Regions from separate parts of the Mus musculus genome. Here regions 1, 2 and 4 are each linked to region 3. Evidence: chromatin contacts called from public HiChIP or PLAC-seq data. All regions are on one chromosome and are shown on one strand. Each heading gives the region's core, a stretch centred on a gene start, on an enhancer-like site or on the middle of the called end of the contact. The rest is flanking DNA. Distances are from core to core; before and after follow the strand shown.

Region 1 (2,700 bases), core at 175-2,674, 380 kb before region 3:
CTCCGGAGCGGAGAGTTGTCCAGGTCATTGTAAATCAAAGCTTTAACAATTAATCCATAACAGCCCAAGATCAGCACCAAAGGGATGCAGAACATGGCCACAGTCGTGCACATACTGTAGATGAAATAACTTCGCAGGTAATCATTGGACGTGGTGTCATAGCAGGTGACAGTTTTGTTTTTCCGAGTCCCAGTGCCAGAGTAGAAGAGAATAGGGGAGATGGCCACCACCACAATGAGCCACACCAGCACGCTGACATAAATGGCATTCTTCTTCTTGAGCCTGCCCAGAGACTTGAGAGGGTACACCACGCCACTGTACCTGTGTGCGCTGATGCAGGTGAGGAACAAGATGCTACCGTAGAGATTTACGTGGAAGATGAATCTCTGCAGCTTGCACATAGCATCCCCGAAGATCCAGTCAGTCTTGTTGAAGTAGTAGAAGATGAGGGCTGGTAGGGTGAGCACGTATAAAAAGTCAGCCAGAGCCAAATTGAACATGTACACGGAGATGCCGCTCCAAGGCTTCATGTGGAAAACGAACATCCAGATAGCCACGCTGTTGCCTAGGAAGCCTATGATGAACACTAAAATGTAGACAGCCGGCAGGTAGTAGAACTGGAAACCGGTCTTGGTCAGGGCACATTGGAATGAAGAGGAAACTGCTGCAGTTGAGGCGACAGTACTGTTTCCCCAAAGCGAGCCCAGGCCCGCCAGAAAGGCAGCATCCGTCCCGTTGGGGACAACCGACCAAGGCACCTCGGTCATCCTCTTCTTTCCAACTCAGGCAGCTACTAGAAAGGGCAGACCGCGGCGAGCGGGCAGCAGCGGCGAGAGACTCAGCGCGCATCGGAGGCGCAGGCCAGGGACCGCGCGCGGGAGTTCCCCACGGGTCGGAGCGCGCAGGGGCTCGCCCACGCCGGCTCTGGCCGCGCTTTTGTCGCGGGCCATGAAATTCGCCCGGAGCTGCGACCGATCTAAGCTGAAGGACGTGCGGGCAACTTCCCGGTCCAGCTGGCGGCGCGGAGGTTACACAACAGGACGCGCAGGGCACCTCCACCAAGTTTGCAAGTGCGCTCCCGCGCAGGGCGACTGATAGGCGCTGCTCAGAGCGCCTGGGGCGCGGCGGGTCAAGTCCAAGTAGTTCGGCTGTTCCCAGCGGCCCGAAGGCGCAGGCCAACCACCTCCTCTCTGATCAACTTTGCCTGGCCATCTGCCTACTCCCTACCTTGCAACCCGGGACCTTCACCAGGGACGCCGCGACTCTTCTTCCGGCCACATTCTGAGCCCGCGCTCAACCTTGGAGGTCTTTTGGAGAGCGCGTGGCCTCGGACCCTGGCGTACTACCTACCCTGTACCCCGCTCACAGTCCATGAAGGCTGCAGCTCGTCTCCGCGCTCGGCTGGGTCTCGAGTGCAGGGGGCAGGAGAGAAAGCCAGGCTCCCAGCGGGGTGGGCGGAGCCTAGGAGCCCGGGCGAGTCTGTGCTCCGCGGGGAGGCAAGGGGCGTGTCTCCGCCGTGCAAGCTCCGGGCCGCCGGCTCAGGGCTGGGCGCCCAGGGCGGGAGGTGGCCTCTGGAAGCAGAGATCGCGGTGCCCCTGCACGCCTGGCAAGGCCGCCACCACTCGAATCAGTGGTCAGAACAAAAGGTGCTCTAGGGCAGCGGTGGCTTCTGGCCAGCGTATGGCTGGAGGGGTTTCCTCGGTCCTCCACCAGCTAGCTCTGTAAAGTGAAGTTGCTGACACGCTGAAAACCTTCTGGACGCTGGCAGCGTTGTGTCTAAAGCTTTGAGCTGAGCAGTCTGAGACAGACATCTCCGGAGCCTCCCCGGAACTCGCAAGGTGTTTGCAGGCTCCAGACAACCAGCGGTTTGCAGGTGGGCACGCCCTGGCCCTGCACAGCGCCTTGCTTTGCCCAACGCGTGTAGGAACCTGCTGATCCCAGAGGGTGCCAGCTCTGAATGAGTGAGGGTGGTAAGCGGCATGGGCAAGTCGCTTTCTGCCCTTCATGTCTGTTTGTTTTTATTGTTGTTTGCTTTATCCAAATACTATTTTTTGCACTACTTAGAAAAATGCTAATACACCGGCATCACTGGTAACATTATTGTGAGAATGTACATAAGAACCTGGTCTAACTGCTTAGTTAACGCAGCACACATCATCAGTCCAACTTGACTGCTAACACTTGCTGGAAAGAACAAGCGCCCTCCCTCCAACCTCCAGTTACCATTTACATACATTTAAATAATAGAGACTACAGTGAAAATGATTCTGAATCAAGCTGAATATTAAACACAGCTTTATAAAGAAAGAGGGTTCATTTGTTGAGGGATAACTTTACAGTTTGGCTTTATTGTGAATCTTATTTCTTAAAATGCCTGTTCCTCTAGTAGATACCTTTCAAATTTAGACAGAGACCAATGTAATTATTTTATTTTTTGTAAATCTTAGTCTAGGGTTCCAAATGCATAAAAAATGTGGGCAATATATAAAAAAAAAGTGTTTAATTGTAAACTAAATGGATTGTTTCCTACCTGAAGACATGATTAAACAGACCCACCCAAGAATGGAACCAAGCCCTTCTTGACAATCTACTGATTAATGTATTTTATGTGCCATATTAACAAATACATTTTTTCTTGTAAAAAAAAAGTACGAGGATAGAATACCTTCGATTATATTCTATAGCCATTTCATTCTAGTT
Region 2 (2,700 bases), core at 143-2,642, 290 kb after region 3:
TGGATTTATGATGTACAACTTAAGAAGAAATATAACAAAGTAACTATTCTCCTGTATTGCTCAAGTTGAACAGAATTTTGGTGACAAAAATTTGATAATTTTCTATGTTTTTTTCTATTTGTAATTAAGGTTTCCTAAGGAAGCTACTTTGAATTTAAGCAGATAAATATTCCTCACCAAAATTTTAATTTATTCATTTACATTTATTGGCACATATAGAGAAATATTTTATTTAATTTTTCATTGTATTTGATCTTAAAATTCCACATTTCTTCAGTGGGCTCCCTAAAGGTACTTTTGTTGTGTTTTATTGGCATTTCCCATTATTTTCTGGATGTTTTACCTGTTAAAATATAACAAATTAGTCTGGGCTCATCTTGCACTTTCTCGGACCAACCTTTTCATAGAATCTTTTCTCCACTGATTTCTACTTTTCTTAAGGGAATATTGCTTGCCCAAATCAAGGTCTAAGTGCTAGAGATGCTCTTTGCTATTGGAGAGAAACCATTCTGGTGTTCTCAGTGGAGAGAGCTAAGGTAGAGAGACACAGACACATAGACACACGATGTCCCTCTCCTCTCCTCTCCTCTCCTCTCCTCTCCTCTCCTCTCCTCTCCTCTCCTCTCCTCTCCTCTCCTCTCCTCTCCTCTCCTCTCCTCTCCTCTCCTCTCCTCTCCTCTCCTCTCCTCTCCTCTCCTCTCTTCTTCTTTCCTTCCTCCTTCCTTCCCTCCTTGATTCTCTCAATTTATACCCCTTCTCCCTTCCTCCCTTTGTCTCACTCTTTAAGTTGAGACAAAATCTTGCTGTGAATGTGTAGTCAGGTTCCTTCAGTCTTGTGGCTTGACTCTTGTCCTCATACCTTAGTTGTCTGAGTGTTGATAGTTATCATCCTGATTTGGGTAAGTGTCTTTCACTAAAAGTTGTGGCATAAATACAAAGACAGATAGTTAGGGTTATGGAATGGTCAGTATTTTGGAAAACTCTAGATTATATTTCACTCCTAAGAGTGAAGCTTGCTTCAGGTGCCCATATACCACACAACTATAAACTCCAGAAGATGCTGTCACCAGTAGCTTAAATATGCAACAGCAATAAAATGAAATGTTCTTTTAAGTAGAGATAGAGATCCCTAACAAATTTCATTGTATACATTTATTTTCTTTGCCCTTTATATTTTTAATATGGAGTTGTTCCTACTGGAGTGAATCAGGATGCTTTGCAGGCCTAAAATCTGATGATCTGATTCCTTAAGGTGTGCACTATGATGTGAACGTGAAATGCCCTATACGTTCATGCATCTGAATACTTTGTCCCCAGATTACAGCACCGTTCCAGAAAGTTGTAGGATTTTGAGGAGTTTGAGACTTGTTCAAGGAACTGGGAATGAGCAAGCCTTGAGGACTTACAACCTAGTTTCAATATTTGTTCAATCTGATTCCTGACTGTAGATGTAATGTTATAAACAATCTTGGGCTTCTGCCATCATGGCTTTCCTGTCATAAAACTGTATCACTGGGAACTATAAGCCAATATAAAGCTTTCTTCCCTTAAGTTGCTTCTTTTATTGTACTTGGTTATAGCAATGAGAAAAGTAACTAATAAAATATGTCTCCTCCTCCTCCTCCTCCTCCTCCTTTTCATTTCCTCTTCTAACTGCTCCTTCTCCTTGTTGGGTTTTTTGAGACAATATTTTTCTGTGCAACTTTGGCTGTTCTGGAACTCACTCAAACTCAGAGATATGCCTAACTCTGCGTTGAAGGTACTGGAATTAAATGCATGCACTACCACCACCGAACATAAATTATATATATGAATATGAATAATACTCCCTAATTATACCACAATGATGGCAGTGAAGAGCAGGATTATCTAAAACATTTATTTATATTTTGTTTCTTCCTGTTACTTCCACACAAATACTTGTGAAGCATTAGAATAAAAGTGAAGATAAAGAAAATTCTGTATTCTTGGGAAAGGAGACAGAATTTTATTAGCCCAAGAGGCAATATTTACAGTGGTTGAGAGCAAATACTGAGTCTTATACATATCTGGGAATAAATCCAAGCTCTGTCCTTTCCTGGATACAAAGCAATTTGTTCCAAAGCATTACCTCACCTGGAAAATAGTCCTACAATACCTAACTCACAGAGTTACTATGAAGTTGAAATGAGGCATTATGTATTGGTCTTTGAGTGTATTACATGATATTTAAGCAATCATTTGCCATTTGTAATACATTTTCTCTTCATTACATTATTTTGTGTCATTTAATCAAAAAAAAGTTACAAATTTGATGACAAACAAGTTACTAGAGTTAGGCACCAGGCCAGTAATCATGAACAGATTAACTCATTGATTTTTAAGTTTCCTATTCAAAAGCATGGCTCTAAGCCGTAGCATGAAAATAATATTTTGACTGAAGGAATGAACAAGTGATTTTATATCAGAAGCAGATCTTGATCTGGTTTCTGAAGAAACCTTGGGAAGCATGGTAGAAAATATGTTTGAAAATGTCAACAAGAGTTGTTATTATTCCCATGCCCTTTTATGTTCATGTTCATTTTTCTTTCAAAATGTGTGAGCTAATGTCTACATCAGTTTCTTAAATCGCAACTGGACTCATTGACTACTTGGCCAACTTAATGTTGCCAGGACTTTTTTTTTTTTTTTTTTTGGTAACTTTAGACACCATCACCATAG
Region 3 (2,700 bases), core at 118-2,617:
TTGTGATAATTTTTGCTTATTTAAGTTGATAGTAAGAACTATAAAGATAATTTGACATACTCTAAAAATAATAAATATTGTTTTACTACTTAAAAATTTGCAGTCAATAAATTGTTAAAACTGAGATTCAATTATGTAATAGTTTCCTTATTTTTACTATTTATAAATATTTCAACATAAATTTTAAAAACTATAAATATTTATACTTATATTGATTATAATAAAAGCAACAGGTGAAAGATTTCTCTGCCTCGCTGGTCCAAACATCTACATCACCATCTAACAGTTTCCTGGCCTTTTCTTTATTTCTAGTAGTAGTGTAATGTGAGCCAACATATTAGTTGTCTTAAACTAGTTTAGCTCTTTAAAAAACTGTCTGATGGCACTGGCTGAGAGAAATATGATAGGTAGAGAGAAGTGATATGCTTCCAAGGAAGTTAAAATCATTATGGAAAACTGAAGATGGAGAACATGGAAGTCTGTGGAGCCATGAGTTGTTGGGGCCGAGGGCCATTCCTTCCCATCGCCTTGCCATTGGAAGATTCTTAAGGCACAGACTACATATGAGCTTATGAGCTTGGTCCAGGATGCTTGTATTCAAGGTCTTGCAAACATGTAATGGCTAAGGTGAATCATGGGGACTGAATGAAAATAGGAGAACATCTTCAAACCTGGGCTACACAGGGTAAGAGACAGAGGGGGAAAGATACTAGAGGATAGCCTCAAAATTCTCTCAGGAATGGTCTTTACTTCCTTCAGGTCCAGTGAAGTTAGAACTTGCCTTTATTTATATTTAAGGCAAAAATAAAATCAAATAAAATCAGTGTCACTGAAAGTCTTATTTCTGGCATATCAAAGGGGTTAAATTAATTTCTATGACATAAACGGGCTGTAGATTATAGCTGGTCTGTTTATGATCAGCTTAATTCTGAAGATTAAAGATAAAACAAGAAACTGTGTAGCTAAAACTGAAAAATCAATTAAATGAGCAAAAAACCCCACTGAACTTAATAAAGCAGTTATACTTAATATATTTTAAATAAGATAAAGGGCATAAAAAAAGGTGTGGAGTTTGGGGATTTGTAAGGGCTGTATTCTGAAATTCCTTTTAATGCAGTTATATGACAGGCTCATAGCTATTGAGAAACAAGCCCAGTTCCCTTAAAGTTCTGCTAAAAGTTTCCAGAGCCATGTAACTTATGACAAATCGCTACACTTCACTAGGCCCCATATTTCTCACTGGGAGCATGGACAGTCAAGCCAAACTTTGGGTTTGAGGAAAAAAAGGAGAGAAGACATCTAAGAGGTATTTGGCAGGCAATTACTGAGTCATTACTCAGCCAATGGTGACTCTTTGGAATGGAATGTGGAAAACAAAGAGGAGCACTGTGGGGCAGGAAACACTGCCCCTACCTGCCCCTACCTGTTGGCAGGTCTAGTGTAAATACCAGCATCCTGCAGGGCATGTAATCATGTGTGCTAAGTGAGTCAAAGGCAAGACAAAGACAAGGAGAAGAGAAGGAAGGAGGGAAGGAGAGGCCAGGGAGCTGAAGACAGAATGATGGACAGACACATGGGGTGGGGGTGGGAGGATAGAATCATGAATGGTGGACCAGATGATCAGATGCTATGGAAGTCTAAGTCTTTTCTTACATTAAATATGTGGGGGTTTTGTTTGTTTGTTTGTTTGTTTGGGTTTTGTTCTTTTCTTTTAGGTAGATGGTTAGCTAGAATCCTTGACTCATTGTCAAGAATCTAGTTCCTATATATGTAGTCACCTGTTCTATGGAGCTAGCACACTGTGCTTCCCTGTAATTTCAATGAAACAGACCCACACATCTACAGTTACTGTTGAAGCAACACACCTCATAGCCCTAAAAATCCAAGCTGTGAAAAATACAGTGTATTTTCTAAATTATACTGTAATTAATAGAATATTTCACCTGTATTAATTCTATAGTATATGCATATAAAATAAGCTAGATTTTGGGAAATGAGCTTATTCTGTCCAAGACACTACACATGTGATTATATTTGAATCTATGGTAAGGCTGACTTCCTTTAGTTCTAGAGGGAGTTTAAAAAGATAAAATCGCCAATATTTTCAAGCCAAAGAATTTGTAAATAAATACACAAATGTCTCAAAAACCTGGACAAAAATCACTAGACATAGCAATTTGTGCTGTGTTTGTCTGTGCAACCCTAGGAAGCAACCACTCAAGGATTCCTATCCACAAACACAACAAGATGGCCAGGGAGCTGCATGAGGCCTTGGGTACCCCTATCAGGCAGTCTGAACAAGGTATCCAAGAGCACACCTCTCATTTCATCATGGAATATTTTAATGAAATGTTTCAGCTAGCTGATGTACATGATGCACCTGATTCTATGTGGAAATGGCCAGTTTTCAGAAATGAACTATACAAAAAGTTTTGTTTCCTAGTAACATCTAATATGAGCATGATGTATTAATTTTCTAAGTCTAAAATAAACTGTCTCATTCTCTAATATCACAAAAATGTGATACTCTAAATACTGTCACCATAGCTCAATGTGCTAGATTTGTGATGCACATACCTAGCCATTCACTTACTAATTTGTTAATAAATTATTTTATCAAATATATATATTTCAAGTGTTCTCAAAGTAAAATTGTATAAGAAAGAAAAAGAGATTAGTGTGTCTTGGTAATTAATTTCA
Region 4 (2,700 bases), core at 7-2,506, 350 kb after region 3:
AAACACCCATGGAAGGAGTTACAGAGACAAAGTTTGGAGCTGAGACAAAAGGATGGACCATCTAGAGACTGCCATATCCAGGGATCCATCCCATAATCAGCCTCCAAATGCTGACACCATTGCATACACTAGCAAGATTTTGCTCAAATGATGGCTTTTAAGAGACAGCCAGAAGGGTAATTTTAAAAGAGGAAGGTAGTGTCAAAAGGTTTGAAAAGACAGAACCATTAGGTGATTCAGGGCTTAACTAACAAACTAGTATATTGGTGGGTGAATGCAGGAATTCCAACCCTGAATGGGATAGGATCATAACTTTCCTGAAGGGACATAGGTTATTTTTCTTCCCTTCTTTCAGGAAGGAGGGATGGGTCAGTGCACAACAGTTAAGTTTGGCCCCAGGGTTCTGTTTGCTATGAGTCTAGGATAGTGGAATGAGAATGTATTAGTCTGTTTAAGTGAACCTTATTTCTTTACCATTTTCTGCTCTTCAAACATGCCTTTTCACTGCACACAGTTTTCAAGAAGTTATCTTTTCTTTTTTTAATGAATTCTTTTCTGCACATAGAATGAACATACTAGGGTAGAACCCCTTTTTAAGATATCCCATTGAGAGTCATTGCCTCAGATTATTTCAGTAGAACAGAGAGAACAATAAAGATTTTTTTTTTTCTGAATGGCTGAAGGTGGGGATTTTTAAACATGGAGACCACTGAACTATAGGGGAAAGAAGTCATCAGGATGAGAAAAGGCATAAGCAGACCAATGAGAGAGGCAGGATCCAGGCTGAGACTGAAAGGATATTTTCTCACCTCCAGTTGGACTTTGGTTTCTTTCACTAACCATTCCCCACCCTTTAGGATTGCTGACACATTCCAGTAATATCTCCAGCAAATAACCTTTTCTCCCTTTCTTTTATTTTGCTTAAACTAGCTAGAGTCCTTTTGTTGTGGAGTTAAAATTGCTCTAAATTATACCTGAATTGAGACATTCACTCTGCAAAAAAAATTCAGAAATCAATGACAAAAAGTGAACATTGATTGAGGTTTTTTCAACTAAGGTTTGGCAGCTGAAGGTCAAGGAGTAGAAGAAAATGTCCTGAAAAAGCAAGTGAAGTGATAGGTAAATAGACTTGTAGTCAAGATTTAGTAATATAAACACAAAAGTGAAATGTTTTTACCTAAGAGGAGAAGGGTGGAATAAGTTGACAATGGCCAAAGTGGAAAAAGGAATTTCAAGTATGGGGTGTGGATAAGTACTTAATATTGTTAAAGGTTCACCAGCATTGGGGTGGTTCAAAGGCTCTTGACTTAGGCAAATAAATGAAGACTGTGCACTTTGCTTAGGTGTAAAGGGTTTCTGCAAAGAGAGAAGAATGCTGCCTAAAATCAGAGATAAATAATGAATGAGAGAAGCCTGCCCTTAAGGAAAGGAGACAGTAATTAGAAGAAGTTGCTTCATTAGTATGACAGATATTTTAGCCTACTTGATGTGACATGTGAGACAAAGCTGTGTGGTAAAGTTGACACAGTGCCTGCCTGTAGTTTACAGTCTAGTGAGTGGGGAGGCTTACAAGGGAAGCTTTTAAGACATACAACTAAAAACACACACACACACACACACACACACAAGTACTCTACAGTTATTTTGGCTTTATAATGACCTATCAAAGTTTATAAACACACACATGCACAAAGACACACACACCTAAACACAAACACACACACCTATATATATACACACACACACACACACACTACATATAGTCTAAGATAAATTTTGAATTTCAAAGGCAAATAAATTGTTTATAACTTCTTTTCTCGCCAACTTCCCATACAATTCCAATCCACAAGCAGACTGTTCTGCCGAGAGACCAATAGCTTGAGAAGTAGTTCCTTCTCTTCCCTGAGAAATGAGTAATGTGAGGAATGAACAGCCTTAAGTACCACTAACTAGAGAGTGCCGCACTGAGGACTGTTGAAGCAGACAGCAGCATCCAGAGGAATCATACCAGAAATATTAGTTCACTCTTTTTACTTTCTTAATAACAATAAAAAACTATATGTATAACTATATGTATGCTTTCTCTTCACTATAGATCTTTTATTTCAAAGTAGTTATGTAAAGCTCTTTATAAATGAGAAATTTTTGTGTTTTTAATGGCACACTCCTAAGTCTCTTCTTTTTTCCAACAATGGGAAGGTAAAAGAATAAAATTCTACAGTTGGGAGGCTCCTGTTTATGAATTACTCATATTATATTTACAGATATTGAAAAGGACTGCTATGAATTACTACTTTATTGCCTAGCTAGTGTTTCTACATTTAGTAACATTAAAAGTTAATAGTGTCCAAAGACCACTGAAACACTGATATAATTTCTCTAATGTTAGTGTGGGGTAAATACAGAAACTCAGGATACCCAAGATATAAGATATAATTTGCTAAACACATTAAAATCAAGAGAATGAAGACCAAAGTGTGGACACTTTGCCCCTTCTTAGAATAGGAAACAAAACACCCATGGAAGGAGTTACAGAGACAAAATTTGGAAGTGTGACGAAAGGATGGACCATCTAGTGATTGCCATATCCAGAGATCCATCCCCTGATCAGCTTCCAAATGCTGACACCATTGTATACACTAGCAAGATTTTGCTGAAAGGACACAGATATAGCTGTCTCTTGTGAGACTATGCCAGGGC

Evidence for each region. HiChIP or PLAC-seq counts read pairs in DNA pulled down with a chosen protein or histone mark.
Region 1: a contact with region 3 is called in an HNF4G HiChIP or PLAC-seq map of pancreatic cancer cells. The contact joins the promoter of P2ry1 here to the enhancer-like site in region 3. A contact is called at or near these places in 1 of 39 promoter capture datasets (liver), 4 of 484 Hi-C or Micro-C datasets (the G1E-ER4 cell line, embryonic stem cells, liver and 1 more) and 2 of 115 datasets of contacts at active chromatin or transcription factors (pancreatic cancer cells and stem cell-derived epiblast-like cells).
Region 2: a FOXA1 HiChIP or PLAC-seq map of pancreatic cancer cells shows a contact between it and region 3. The contact joins two enhancer-like sites. A contact is called at or near these places in 3 of 15 datasets of contacts at CTCF or cohesin (CD8 T cells, large pre-B cells and pro-B cells), 33 of 484 Hi-C or Micro-C datasets (CD4 T cells, CD8 T cells, CD8 central memory T cells and 20 more), 6 of 115 datasets of contacts at active chromatin or transcription factors (CD8 T cells, bone marrow-derived dendritic cells, epiblast stem cells and 3 more) and 2 of 9 other capture datasets (embryonic stem cells and liver).
Region 4: an HNF4G HiChIP or PLAC-seq map of pancreatic cancer cells shows a contact between it and region 3. The contact joins two enhancer-like sites. A contact is called at or near these places in 3 of 484 Hi-C or Micro-C datasets (all in uterus), 3 of 115 datasets of contacts at active chromatin or transcription factors (embryonic stem cells, epiblast stem cells and pancreatic cancer cells) and 2 of 9 other capture datasets (adipose tissue and pancreatic islet).

Annotation. Positions count from the first base shown.
Region 1 is chr3:61,001,509-61,004,208 of GRCm38.p6, reverse strand. P2ry1 (purinergic receptor P2Y, G-protein coupled 1) reads right to left here and starts at 1,424. Exons shown (of 2, transcript NM_008772.5): 1 at 1-1,424. The coding sequence starts at 767.
Region 2 is chr3:60,323,998-60,326,697 of GRCm38.p6, reverse strand. No RefSeq gene overlaps it. Among named protein-coding and RNA genes, the nearest start is that of Gm33650, 16 kb to the right of the region's middle. Within about 2 kb of position 1,392, at least 9 of the 459 cell types and tissues checked have an H3K27ac peak or open chromatin away from gene starts, as enhancers often do. A contact at or near this core is called in pancreatic cancer cells, where this site is marked.
Region 3 is chr3:60,616,493-60,619,192 of GRCm38.p6, reverse strand. All of the region lies in intron 6 of Mbnl1 (muscleblind like splicing factor 1), which reads right to left. Among named protein-coding and RNA genes, the nearest start is that of Mbnl1, 120 kb to the right of the region's middle. Within about 2 kb of position 1,367, at least 68 of the 459 cell types and tissues checked have an H3K27ac peak or open chromatin away from gene starts, as enhancers often do. A contact at or near this core is called in muscle stem cells, pancreatic cancer cells and stem cell-derived epiblast-like cells, where this site is marked.
Region 4 is chr3:60,266,102-60,268,801 of GRCm38.p6, reverse strand. No RefSeq gene overlaps it. Among named protein-coding and RNA genes, the nearest start is that of Gm33650, 42 kb to the left of the region's middle. Within about 2 kb of position 1,256, at least 9 of the 459 cell types and tissues checked have an H3K27ac peak or open chromatin away from gene starts, as enhancers often do. A contact at or near this core is called in pancreatic cancer cells, where this site is marked.